Linked DNA regions of Rattus norvegicus: region 1 is linked to region 2. The links are chromatin contacts, called in public Hi-C maps. All regions are on one chromosome and are shown on one strand. The core of a region is the stretch at or near the end of the contact, and the rest is flanking DNA. Distances in the headings are between cores, read along the strand shown.

Evidence for each region. A called contact is a pair of places that touch in the nucleus more often than the background predicts.
Region 1: a contact with region 2 is called in a Hi-C map of prefrontal cortex, with 4 times the contacts expected there. The contact joins the promoter of Gnao1 here to the enhancer-like site in region 2. A contact is called at or near these places in 1 of 12 Hi-C or Micro-C datasets (prefrontal cortex) and 1 of 1 datasets of contacts at active chromatin or transcription factors (oligodendrocytes).

The regions. Positions count from the first base shown.
Region 1 is chr19:11,196,323-11,202,176 of GRCr8, forward strand. Gnao1 (G protein subunit alpha o1) reads right to left here and starts at 2,115. Exons shown (of 8, transcript NM_001414910.1): 1 at 1,252-2,115; 2 at 1,012-1,054. The coding sequence starts at 1,369. It also overlaps a transcript of Ces5a not described here.
Region 2 is chr19:11,085,523-11,091,325 of GRCr8, forward strand. All of the region lies in intron 3 of Gnao1 (G protein subunit alpha o1), which reads right to left. It overlaps LOC134483691 (a long non-coding RNA gene), which reads left to right. Exons shown (of 2, transcript XR_010060575.1): 2 at 1-546. Among named protein-coding and RNA genes, the nearest start is that of Amfr, 86 kb to the left of the region's middle. Within about 2 kb of position 4,404, at least 61 of the 93 cell types and tissues checked have an H3K27ac peak or open chromatin away from gene starts, as enhancers often do. A contact at or near this core is called in prefrontal cortex, where this site is marked.

The sequences.
Region 1 (5,854 bases), core at 865-3,364, 110 kb after region 2:
GTGGATGGGGCAAGAAGCAAGCCAGAGAAGGGGAAGGACGGGCGAGGCTCCTTATTGGGGGAAATGTGGAAAGGAAGGAATATCCCATTTTGTTTTAATTTTCAATCATCACTCAAATCCACCCCCAGTTAATTAGGAGGGGAAACTGATATCTAATGCAGAAGGGGGCGGTGGCAAGTAGGGCCTGAAATCCGCATTGAAAGTAGACTACAGGGAACCTGGCCTAAGTAGAGTGTAAATATAAGAATAAAGGCTACACAGCGACAGGAAACTGCGGGTGTCAGAAGAGCAAAGCCTGGAGGGTCAGGGAGGAGAGGGGCTGGAGGACAGATGAGACTTGCTTTCATTCAGCAACACAGACAGCCTCCCCCTTCCACCTCTGCCTTGGATGAGGCTGTGTCTGTCACATCCGCTTGGAAACCCACCCTTTCTCCCTAGTGCACGCCCCCTCCCCTAATCCTTGCTCGCTCTTGGGGGGAGAGGGTCTAAGCCACAGCTACCAGGAATTCAGCACCAAACTCATGAACAGCAAACACTGGATCCTCCACCCCAATCTGCTAGGGCTGGGTCCCCTCCATGTTTTAGTCAAGTTCAAAATCACTGCCTCGAGGGAAGCAGGGGGAAGTGGGATTCGAGAGGTGGGGTGGAGGAGGAGGGGAAAGAAAATGAGGCAGAGACAGAAATGGAGGCAGCAAAACACAAAATACTCCACAAGCAAGAGTTATGATCATAATCACGCTAATAGTGTGATGTTCTGATCAATATGGCGGACACTGTCATTCATACAACTAGAGGCGCTCCCCTTCCCTCCCCCAAAACACCGACCCCAGGAGTTGGGGTGGGGAACCCAGTACCAACGTAGGGAGTGGGGGAGGGGAGGCAAAACCGGGTCTCTTCTGTGTGAGCACGAATTAAAAACCAGGACCGGGGAGCAATTATGGTTGATCAAGATAATAAAAACGACATAAAATTATTAATAAAAGTACAAATCCCAATGCCATAGGGACTTACTTCATCTGCTTCACAATGGTGCTTTTTCCTGATTCTCCAGCCCCTGTTGGGACACAGAGAAGGGGGAAAACTGGTGAGTGTCAGCTCATAGAAATGGGAAGGGGGCTTCAAGGCATGCAAGGGGTGGGCGCTCCTGGGCACATGGTGGTGCCAACTCCGGGACCAGGTCTCCCGGGGCGCAAGTCGGGTAGGGAACTGTGGCCGGGGTCGAGGGGCGGGGGTGGCTACCGAGGTCCTTACCCAGCAGGAGTAATTTCACGTCTTTGGCGGCGCTGATGCCATCTTCTTTGAGATTTTTCTCAATCGCCTTGCTCCGCTCGAGGGCGGCTCTCTCCTCTGCGCTCAGAGTACATCCCATGGTGGCCCCTTCCCTGCCACAGCCCGCACGACTCGGCTGGCACGACTCCTCGGGTCGGCGCGCCCCCCACCCCCCCACAGAGCAGAGCCTGGGCTCAAAGGGGAGAAAATCACGATATCCTTTCCTTGGTTGGGAACAAAATTGTCGAAAGACCAGAATCCCCCCAAAAGGACAGCCTCTATCAAGATTCCAGCGGCGAAGATTAGCGGCGGCTGGCTGGGGTCTGGGGGTGTCGAGGTGAGGGTGGCCGGGGTCTGGGGCTCCGGAGCCGAGAGAGGAGGCGCCCGCGGGCCCGGGAGGCGCGGGTTGCAGGCACCGAGACTAGTGCACGACCCAAAATAAATAAAATAGGAGTCGAGGCTGGATCCGCAGCCGGAGCCGGCGGAGGGTGGGGTGGGGGGCAGGGTGGGTCCTTCTGCCGCGGCTGCCGGAGGCGGAGGAGGAGGCGGAGGCGGAGGCGGTGGCGGCGGCGGCGGCGCGGGGTGTGGAGGGAGTGAGTTAGGGGGTGCCGCTAGTGCATGTGCATCGCCGCTCCTCGGCCGTCGGTGCGTCCGCGGCGCCTTCTCCGACCCCCGCGCGCAGGGCAGGGCTGGGCAGAGGGCCGGGCCGGGGGTGAGGGGTGCAGATCTCTAGCTGGAGGCGGCGTCGCCGGGGCCCAGAACTCGCATCGCTCGGCGGAGCGGACAGGAGACAGGGAGAGCGCGAGAGAGCCGCGGCCAGCGGGGAGCGCGAGAAGAGGCGGGCAGGGAGGGCAGGGCACGCGCGCGTGCCGGGCCGGGCGGGAGGTGGGGGGGGGGGAGATGAGGCGAGCGCAGCGCGCGAGTGCGCTTGGTCCTGCGCAGCTCCTCCAGGCGCCCGCTGACGTCACAGGGCCGCGCGCCAGGGCCCGGGGGACGGCGCGGGCGGGGGCGGCGCGCATGCCCGCGGGACGCGTCAGCCGGCGGGCGCGCGCGCGCGCGAGGCGCCGCCCGCTCTCGGGTCCCCTCCCCCGCAGCTTCGGGAACGTGCGGGCTCGGGAGGGAGGGGCCTGGCGCCGGGCGCGCGCCTGCGCCCCACCCCGCCCCACCCTGGCGGGTCTCGCGCGCCCGGCCCGCCTCCTGTCAACCCCAGCGCGGCGGTCAGGTGGTCCCCAGCCCTTGGCCCCAGCCTCCAGCTTCCTGGTCCCTCGGGCTCTGAGTCCTGTCTCCGGCAGATCGCCTTTCTGATTGTTCTCCTGCGCAGCTGGAGGTGTATAGCCCCTAGCCGAGCTATGGTGCCTCAGCAGATGTGAGGAGGTAGTGGGTCAGGATAAACCCGCGCACTCCATAATAACGTGCCAGGGCTCAGTGACTTGGGTCTGCATTATGGAGCATCTAGTGTATACAGACTGGGCTCGCAGAGAGGAACGCAGCAGGCTGAGAAGAGGCACGGCCTGTTCCTCAGGAGTTTTTGCCTCCCTTAGCCAATGTGAGCCTTACCGCGAGATTCCCACAGCCTCTGTTGCTAGAGATGGTTACCATCCTAGGATGGCTTGATGCCAAAGGCCCAGGGACAGTGTTTCATGAGAGCCTCTTGCTCCCTTAAATTTTTCTCTATATGATGAACCGATGGTCTTGCTTGGTTCTCGAATTCTTGTATTCCCAGAACACAAACCGGTAAAAATGAATTCTTCAAAGGTTTTTGATGAGAGGTTTCTTCCTCCTTTCATCTTAAAATAACAAACTACTAGAAGAAATACACCCCATATCTTCTCAAATAGTCAGAAACCAGGGTCAGTTAATCAGCAAACAGCTAACCCAGCACTGGGGAAAACAGTAGACAGTTGCCAAAGATCGGTCATGTTCTGGGTGGTCTCTGAGAGTTTGAAGAATTAATCCTGACTGCACAAAATAGTTCTACAATAAGTTCCATCAGGCAGCCCCAGGGGCCTTCCTAGATAGAAGAGCCACAGGCAAGGCTGCCCAGGGAAAAGACAGGCAAGGGGCCAATGAAAAACATGGGTTTTTGTTTTTTTGTTTTTGTTTTTGTTTTTTTAACTGTTGGGCATTTCTGTGACTCCGAAAGGAAACTTATTTGCTTCATTTCAACAATGGGGAGAAAAACCCTATTTTGGAAATGTCACCCAGCAAAAAAAATTATTTGCAATTGGGGAAAATGGTAATTAAGACCCACCCAGAAGAAAATATTTTTCTCCTGCATATTTTTAAGTTTGGTGTTTCCCAATGTGGGTTTGTCTTACTCTACAAATGTCTGTGTCAAAAGTTATATGTAATATAATTGGAATATTTAAATTTGGGTCATATCCTACCTATCTTAGGAAACGAACAAAAGAATTCTACAGAGTTGTTTTATACCGCAAATAAATAATACCCCCTTCTCTATATTCTTTCCTGTTTGCATTGGGTGGGGATATTATTAGAAGATGAGGCTGGTTTGGCTTAAAAAATCAAGTATCACTAAAATTGTGCTTCCAGATCCAAAACAGAGCTCTCAGGCGCTCAACGTTCTGTGGACCTTGCTTCCTCCAGAGGTGGCTGGGGACAGGTGCACCGATCCACCATGAACCAGATTCAGGGAAAAAAAAAACCCACTGTTAGTTCTGCTGTTTGTACAAGACTGCGTTTGATGGACCGAAGGTAAGGATCAACCCGTTTTCACTGTGTACTGGCATGGGGCAGGGCGGCGGTGGCAGTGGTGGCGGTGGCAGCGGTGGCGGGGATACCCTATTAGATGTAGTTAGTGTTTGTTCCTGTCAAGTGACTTTCAAGTTCCTGGGTGCATTCTGATCGTGTTTGGGAAGATGAAGCCATCCTTGACTTCTAAGTGCCTGGCCTTCCTCCTTGCTGATATGGCAGAGGTATAAACTACTTTTTTTGAGTTTTTCTTCACTCCCCCAGTACCTATGAGAATCTACTGACTTCGTATGTAAGATTATGTTCCAGCACTGTAGATGGGTTTCAAATTTGCCTACCCTGTTTTCTTATTGTTACTGTTGTTGCTGTCGTCGTTGTTCTTATTCCTCCCCCTCTTCTTCTTTACCCTCTTCTTTTTCTCCTTTTCTGGGTCACCTTGCATCTTTGTGGCTGAGTTTCATAAAAGACTCATAATAATCCACTTCATCTGTACAGTGCTTTACAGCTTACGGAGCACTTTTACAAAAATTATCCCATACGATTCTCCCACATAAACCTCAGTTAGACGCTAGTGTGGGAAGCACCGTGGATGAGTGGAAAAAGCCCAGACTGGGAAGACAGATTGATAAGAGAAAACTTCGGAGGTGTCCTACATTTGATTACAAAAGGCCAGGGGATGTGAGAAAAGACAAATGGTGTGGGATGTTATTCGGTAACAAGATGTAGGCCCCAAAGAATGAAAGGCCATTTTTCTGTTCTTGATTGTACATCTAAAGCTTCGCTCAGAGCTGCTCTGACTGCCTAGGTACCAGCGAATGCTCCTTGCAGCATTAACCAATCCAGAGGCCTTGGCTTCTTCTCTAGTTGCTCTCCCATCACGAAGCCTTCATTGCTTCAGGTAAACCCTCCCTTATGATCCGTAGCCAGTGTAGACTCAATGTACGTAGTATGCATGGAACAACGTTTTCACTGTAAAGTCCTCTGCTCCTTTAGATACTCCCTTAGATACCCCATCTACCCCTTCGGCACGTGTAGAATTGGTCCCAGAACCTAGTCATTTATTTTTCTCCCTAGCCTCTTCAGTGGCTCGATAATCCCATTTATTTCCGAAAGTTCTTGCAAGGCCTTGCACATTTTGGTTTAATGAAATACAGTCTGGCACCCATTTTACAGATGAGCAAGCTGAGCCTCCACACAGAGACTTGAATAAATGATTAACGGTCAACAAACTCATTAATGAGTCATCGAGTCTTTGCAGTTTTGTAAACTGCACATTTTGGAAACAGCACATTATATACATACATAAAGCATTCTCAGGTCAGAAAGCCGAAATCTCAAACCCAAAGGTATAAGTAATAAAAAAAACCCTCCAACTATATTAAATTGATACACAATTAATTCCTGTGGGAACAAAGAAATGGCAGATCTAATATTAGGAGCTAGACCGGGACAGTTTCCCTTTGGTTTTGTTTTATATGATTCTCAGAATTGTATTTTTCTGATGAATTATTTTTTTTATCAGAAAACAGTTCTCACCCCACCCTTAGTCAAATGTTTATTGTGCTACGCACACACCGTGCATCATATTTCTGACCTTGAATATCTCACGTACTCTAGGAGAAAAACACTAGCCAAGGCTACATTAAGCTGCCTCCACTTCTAGACAATAGGGATCAGGAGGTAAAGAGGGTCTCCAGCTCTCAGTTACCCAGTGTGGGCTTTGGCTAGATACACTTGCTCTTTCTTCTCTTTTTTTTCCTGTGTCTCTAAAAGACAATCTCCCCAATTGATATTTTTTTCCCTGACATGTTTTTGTGCATGTCTCTCAGACCACCAGAGCCGTGGTTCTCAAATATTATTACCTATAGAATTA
Region 2 (5,803 bases), core at 3,154-5,653:
GGAGGGGTACTGCTGCCTCTGGATGAAAAGGGAGTCTGCGGCAGGGGAAAGGGGGAGCGGGGCTGCCACGCCTGCAAAGAGCAGGAAGAAGAGGGTGAGGAGGAAGACGATGAGTACGTCGGTTCTAGTTTTTCTTATCTACAAAGCATTCAACCCACTGTGTACATAACTCCATTTAAAGAAAATAGTTGGAGTGAGATGTTTTAAAACTGCACAGTGCTTCTTTGTCTGTAAACGCACCACCAAAGGGGCTGCCAGCCCTGCCCAGGCAGTGTTGCCAATGGCGCTGACCTTGTGTGGTACAGTCTGGGCTGTGAACTGTTACGGGGACTTCTGGTGCTGCACAGCACTGATTACTTACTTATCTATGGGCCAGTCGTTCTTTCTGTCCTCACTTGTCTTTGATATAGCTTATATGGAATAATTATTCTGTTAACTGAAGATCACTCTGTTTTTAAAAAGAAGGATGTGGCTGTTTTGTTGATGTTTTGAATAACTCTAAGAAAATATCATTCTTTTTAATTAAAAAGAAAATTCACTACGATAGCCACTGCCTTACAAATTACGCACACCTACAACTTTCCTGCCAAATCTTAGTAAACAACACCATAGCTTAGCTGTATTCTACATGGAAGGAAAGACAGCAAAGCAAATGCAGCTGGGGTCTGGCTAAAAATAACTCCTCAAAACAACAGTGTCCAACAACTAAAAACATTAACTATCCGTCTCCCCTCTTCCAACACACTGCACACAATTCCCAGATTCTGCTCTAAGTGCTTACTGTGTCAATACAGAGAGCCCCATTTCTACCCATCTTATCCCCAGGGCACTGAGACCAAGGTCCAGGAGAACAAAGGGCCCAGAGGATGGGGCTGAATCCTCACTAGAAAGCTGTCACTGGTATATGCTCATGGAAGTCTGTCAAGGCTGAGGCCGAGGGAATGGTGCAACAAAGGCAGAATCAGATCCGGTGTAGTGCTCCAGTGTGGGCCCCAGCTCTGCTGTCTGGACCACTGAGCTCTTGCTCTGTTCCTTGTCTGCCAAGTCAGTTGTTCTCACACAATCTGGGCTAACAGTGGATAGAGCACTTGGGAACCCAAGGGGTTCGGGCCTTGCACTGGCTGGAGAGAGGTGAGACTGGCCGGTTGGGAGAAGGCAGGGCAACACTAGTATGTCAGGGAACTGGGGCCTAAAACTAGAACTGTGCTTTGCTACAACACTGAAATCAGCAGGAGACAAGTCAAACTCACTTGTAAAATCATATTTAAGAAAAATTCCTCTTGTTATTGGTTCAGTTGGCATCTCTGAAGGGGGCTACAGAAAAGGCTGGTGGTCTCGAGCTCCTGGGCTCGGGTAATCCACCTACCTTAGCACCCCATGTCGGGGGCTTCAAGGACACTACCACCCGCAAAACCAAGTTCCAAGTTCTCCCTTACTTTTCAGGGACAAGCTCAAAGGCATCAACCCATTTTGAGGATGAGAATAATTGTGGTCACACAGGCACAGCAGACAAGTTTCCCAACCTTAATTCCTTTCTGTTCTGTTGTCTGAGTTTTTGTTCGATCCGAGTCATCGTGTTCCTGAGATACCTCATTTGTCAACACACTGTGAGGGAGCTGGAGGTAGGTGGTCTTAGATTTCCATCCCAACTCTGCTGCAGACTGTGGGGCTCCCCAGATGTCATCATTCCCACTGTGAGACCCCACCTTCTCTAGGTGCTATGAGCCCTAAAGGAACAGAAGCCACTGAAGACAGTAGAGCCTGAGGGGCAGTCGGTGGGCAGCAGCTGCTCTGTGCTGTACCGATAGCTAAAGGAGCTGGGCTGGCACCAGGTGCGTACTTAGGTGGCCACTTTTGGGAGGAGAGGAAGGCCTAAGTCTCATAAAGCTTAGTCTCTCTTTCTCTGTCTCTCTCTCCCTCTCTCTCCCCACTTCCCCTCCCTCACCCTTCCCCCAGGAGCTACACACGCAGTCACATATGGGGTGGGCACATGTACACATGTATACTCATGCTCACCCGATTTTCATTTGGGGGCTTGTAAATCCCAGGTTAGACCCATCCTGCTCGATTATAAAGCATGGGCATCTGAAAGGTTTCTGGGCTTGGGCGAATGCTCTCTCCTCAGGTAATCTGTGCTGATTTCCCCCAGCAGGGCCATAAACCTGGCCTGTGTACCAACTGATTTCCATCCTGCCCTTTCCCCACCTGCTGCTCTGGGCAGAGAGGGGCCCTCGGCTACAGCCCTGTGCACAGTGTGCCCAGTGTCAGGTCTACACAAGTCAGGTGCAGTGCGGCTTGGAGGTTACAGCATATAGAAAGAGGCATTCAAAAAACCCCAAGTTACTTGATGTATCAAGTCCATAGCTCATTATAGAAAGTAATTCAGGGACAAGAGAGAGGGAGTAAGTGTCGCAGAGACCAGGGCAGAAAGGACAGGCCCCTTCGGGTTGTGCTCAGCCAATGCTTGGCAGCCACAGCTCTGCCAGTCACATGCAGCATCACGCCAGCTCCTTCTGAAAGGGCTTTTCAGTGGATCCCGTGCACTGGTTCAGAGGAAGCACAGCTCAGGCCCCAACTCCCCAGAGCATGGCTTGCGTCATAAGCAAAAAAAAAAAAAAAAAAAAATCCCCGAAGCGGCAGCTCTGGGAAGGCGGATGCTAGGGCTGGGGACGGCACCTGTACAGCAAGGATGAGAACGTTTACCAGGGCTGTGGGCTCTCACTTGGCCTGCAGAGCCCAGTGCTGGCTCTGCCAGCTATCGCTGTGTCACATGGATATGTCACTCAATCCATGACAGGGGTGGATACGGTGAGTGTTGCCAGCACCCAAGACCTCTCTGTCCCTGTGTCAGAAGGTCTGCTCCTGTGAGATGCCGCAGACCCTCACGTTCTCAATACATTTCACGTAACTAACTCACTTTTAACCAAGTTAAAGCCCATACGCTGGCCTTCCTTTCAGGATGCCACAATTATTATTCCTTGGATTCACACTAAGATAAACATATGGCTATTAAATGGAGCCTGTTGGCTGGGATAAATCCAGAAACAGGGTCCCTGGCACAGCGCCGGCATGTACATGCTCAGTGTGTAGGCGTTGCCGAGGCTGTCACCGGTGCCCTGGCATGCTGGCGATCTTACGGCTCTCTGCAGTTACCTATCCTGGCCCGGCCTCCTAACCCCTCCTTCACTGCCCCCTCCTCACCTCACCTCTTGTTTGACTGATGGGAAGAGCACCCCACACACTGACTCTCGTTGCTTTTAAATTCTGTATAGAGCAGGAGCACAGCCTCCGCCCGGTCCTGCTCAGCTGCACACATCTTTCCTCTCTTCACACCTCCCTCTCCCCCAGTGTGGCAAAACTGAAATGTCTAAGGAGGGGGGAGCACTCCATCCAGCACTGCCTGGTTATTTTTCAATTCTGCCTTGCTGACTAACACAGCATTTCCTAATTACAACTCTACTAGGAAGCTGTGCAGTTTCATTAAAAAAAAAAAAAAAAAAAAAAAGCCAACACCCAAATTCAGACTTTGCAAAAATTCTCACCTTCTAAACACAAACAAACAGATACACAAACAAGCCAATCAAGCAAGCAGGTGTGTGTTGCCCAAGACATCCGTGCAGCTAAGGTCGTGAGATGCTGGGCAGGGTGGCTGGCCACCAACCCATGGCTGTGCTGAAGATTCTTGAGGTGGCTGTGTAGATGAGGAGACAAGGCAGGATGTGGGTACTTTGCAAGGTGTGGGGCTCTGCCACTGGTATCTGAGGTAAGAGGTCACAAGTTTGGGACACAGTGGAGCATAGAGGGAGGTGAGTTGTACCTGAGCCACCTTGGGCTTTGTCCTTAGTGCCACTAGCTGAGGGTTAAAAGGTGTCGTGGGCAGATGTTTCTTCTTCCAGGGGTACTAGGACTTTAACCAGAGCTCCAGAACCCTACGGGCTGAGAAAAGACAAAGGGCTCTATTTACGTAGGGACTTTCATGGGCAGAAGTTTTGAGTTTCTTAGATGATGCACATCACTTCCAGAAAATTGAGGGTCGCCCCTTCTATTCCTAGGGGAGGAAATGGTACCCCAGAGCCAACTCAAGACACCAGTGTGGAGCTCCAGTCTGCTCTGACCACAGGCCAGTTCCATATCCAGAAATGGCTGAAATAGCTAGGTGTACTGCTAGGGACAGGGTGGCTCCCCAGCCCCACCCACCTGCGCCTTGCTGTTGGCTCTCAGCAGAGCCACTGGCTGAGGGCCAGCGTGGCAGGTTCTTGGGCCAAGGAACCATCTGGTAGGAGGCACCCTCTGAAGCCACGCTCTGTGGCCTCGGCATCTGCCCATGCTTTTGTGTAGGGTGGGAAGCAGCCAGAGCCCAGCCACACTGCTGCAGACGAGGAGGGGACCAGTGAGCGGCTTTTGTACCCCTGTTCACGCAGGCAGGCGTCCTTGAACACAGCCTTGTTGTGGGCACTAGAGCTTGCCTCTGCATGGGAAATAAACACTGTTCCCTTCAAATCTGAAGGACTTTGTTTAGCTGAGCTCAATTCCGGAGACTGTTACCCTGGCAACGAATCTTTGGGGGATTTGCATCTCATGCATCACAACGGAGGAAGAGCCTTTCAGCAAGTAAGGAGGGCACAAAGACCACAACACAAAACCGTTCCCCTATCCCGGGAACACTGCAACAAAACAAAAAACCAGAATCGAGAACAAAAATCTCCCACAGCCTATTTGGCCCGGGCTGGCAATTAGCCAGAGAGGAATTCAAACTTAATCAAACTTTCATGTCTCCTTGTCAAGCTCAGGAAATCAGTAATTGGCTTTATAATTGAATTTTCTGATCACGTATGGAAGGACTGGACCCTGCCAAAGGCAAAGGAGTGGCCTGTCCCCAGTAAGGACAGCCAGCGAGGCCCAATGAAGACTCTAGAAGGTAGGCAGAAGGACCTTCTGGCTGGCTAAGATGAGAGCCTGGTATTTATACTCAGAGGTGAGACCATTCACAGCCAAGCCTTGCCCTTGCAAAGTGGTCTCCCCTGAACACCTACCCAGGAGCCCCGACTTTCCAGTTTAGAAAGGCAGCTGTTGGTAACTGCAGCAGCAACACACAGGGTAGACAGTAGGGAAGTGGAGGCAGGGGGATCATGCTGGTCACAAGGAGAGGAAGTCTGGGTCCTCAGGGGAAGAGGCTGGCTCAGGAGCCTTTCGGGACCAGGAAGTGGGATGGATGTAGAAGCGAGGCCAAGGTTTCACTTACACAAGGGAAGGAAGCTGGTGCTTTCTCTATCCTGAGGGAGACAGACAGACAGACGGAGCTCAGGGTGTGCAGCCTGGAGTACTGATAGCCTTAGCGACAGGGTATCACCAGCCATCTCAGCTCTGCCGTACTGTGTTAGGTGCTGGATACCATCTCATGTCACCTTCACAGCAGCCCAGAGAGGCCGGTGACTAACATCCCCATTTTAGACTTCATAAAAATAAGGCTCAGAGGGCAGAGGCGATGTCCTGAGAGCTGGGGTGTGGACTGTCTGTGACACTCCTTGACCAGCAGATACTCCCCACAACACTCAAAAGCAGGGAGGGGGTGGAGGAGAAGTGTGACAGTTGGCAATTCAGCATTTAACAACTTAATGTATTCAAAAACATTTTCTTTCCTAAAGGCAATCTATAGTCTGTATATAGTTGACAAAGAAATGGCTGAGAAGATAGCTCAGTCAGTCAAGCGGCCTGTGGCTGAGACTGGGGACTTGATTTTGAGCCTGAGATCCACACAGTAGAAGGAGAGACCTGACCCCTGCAAGTGCCCTCTGCCCCCCAC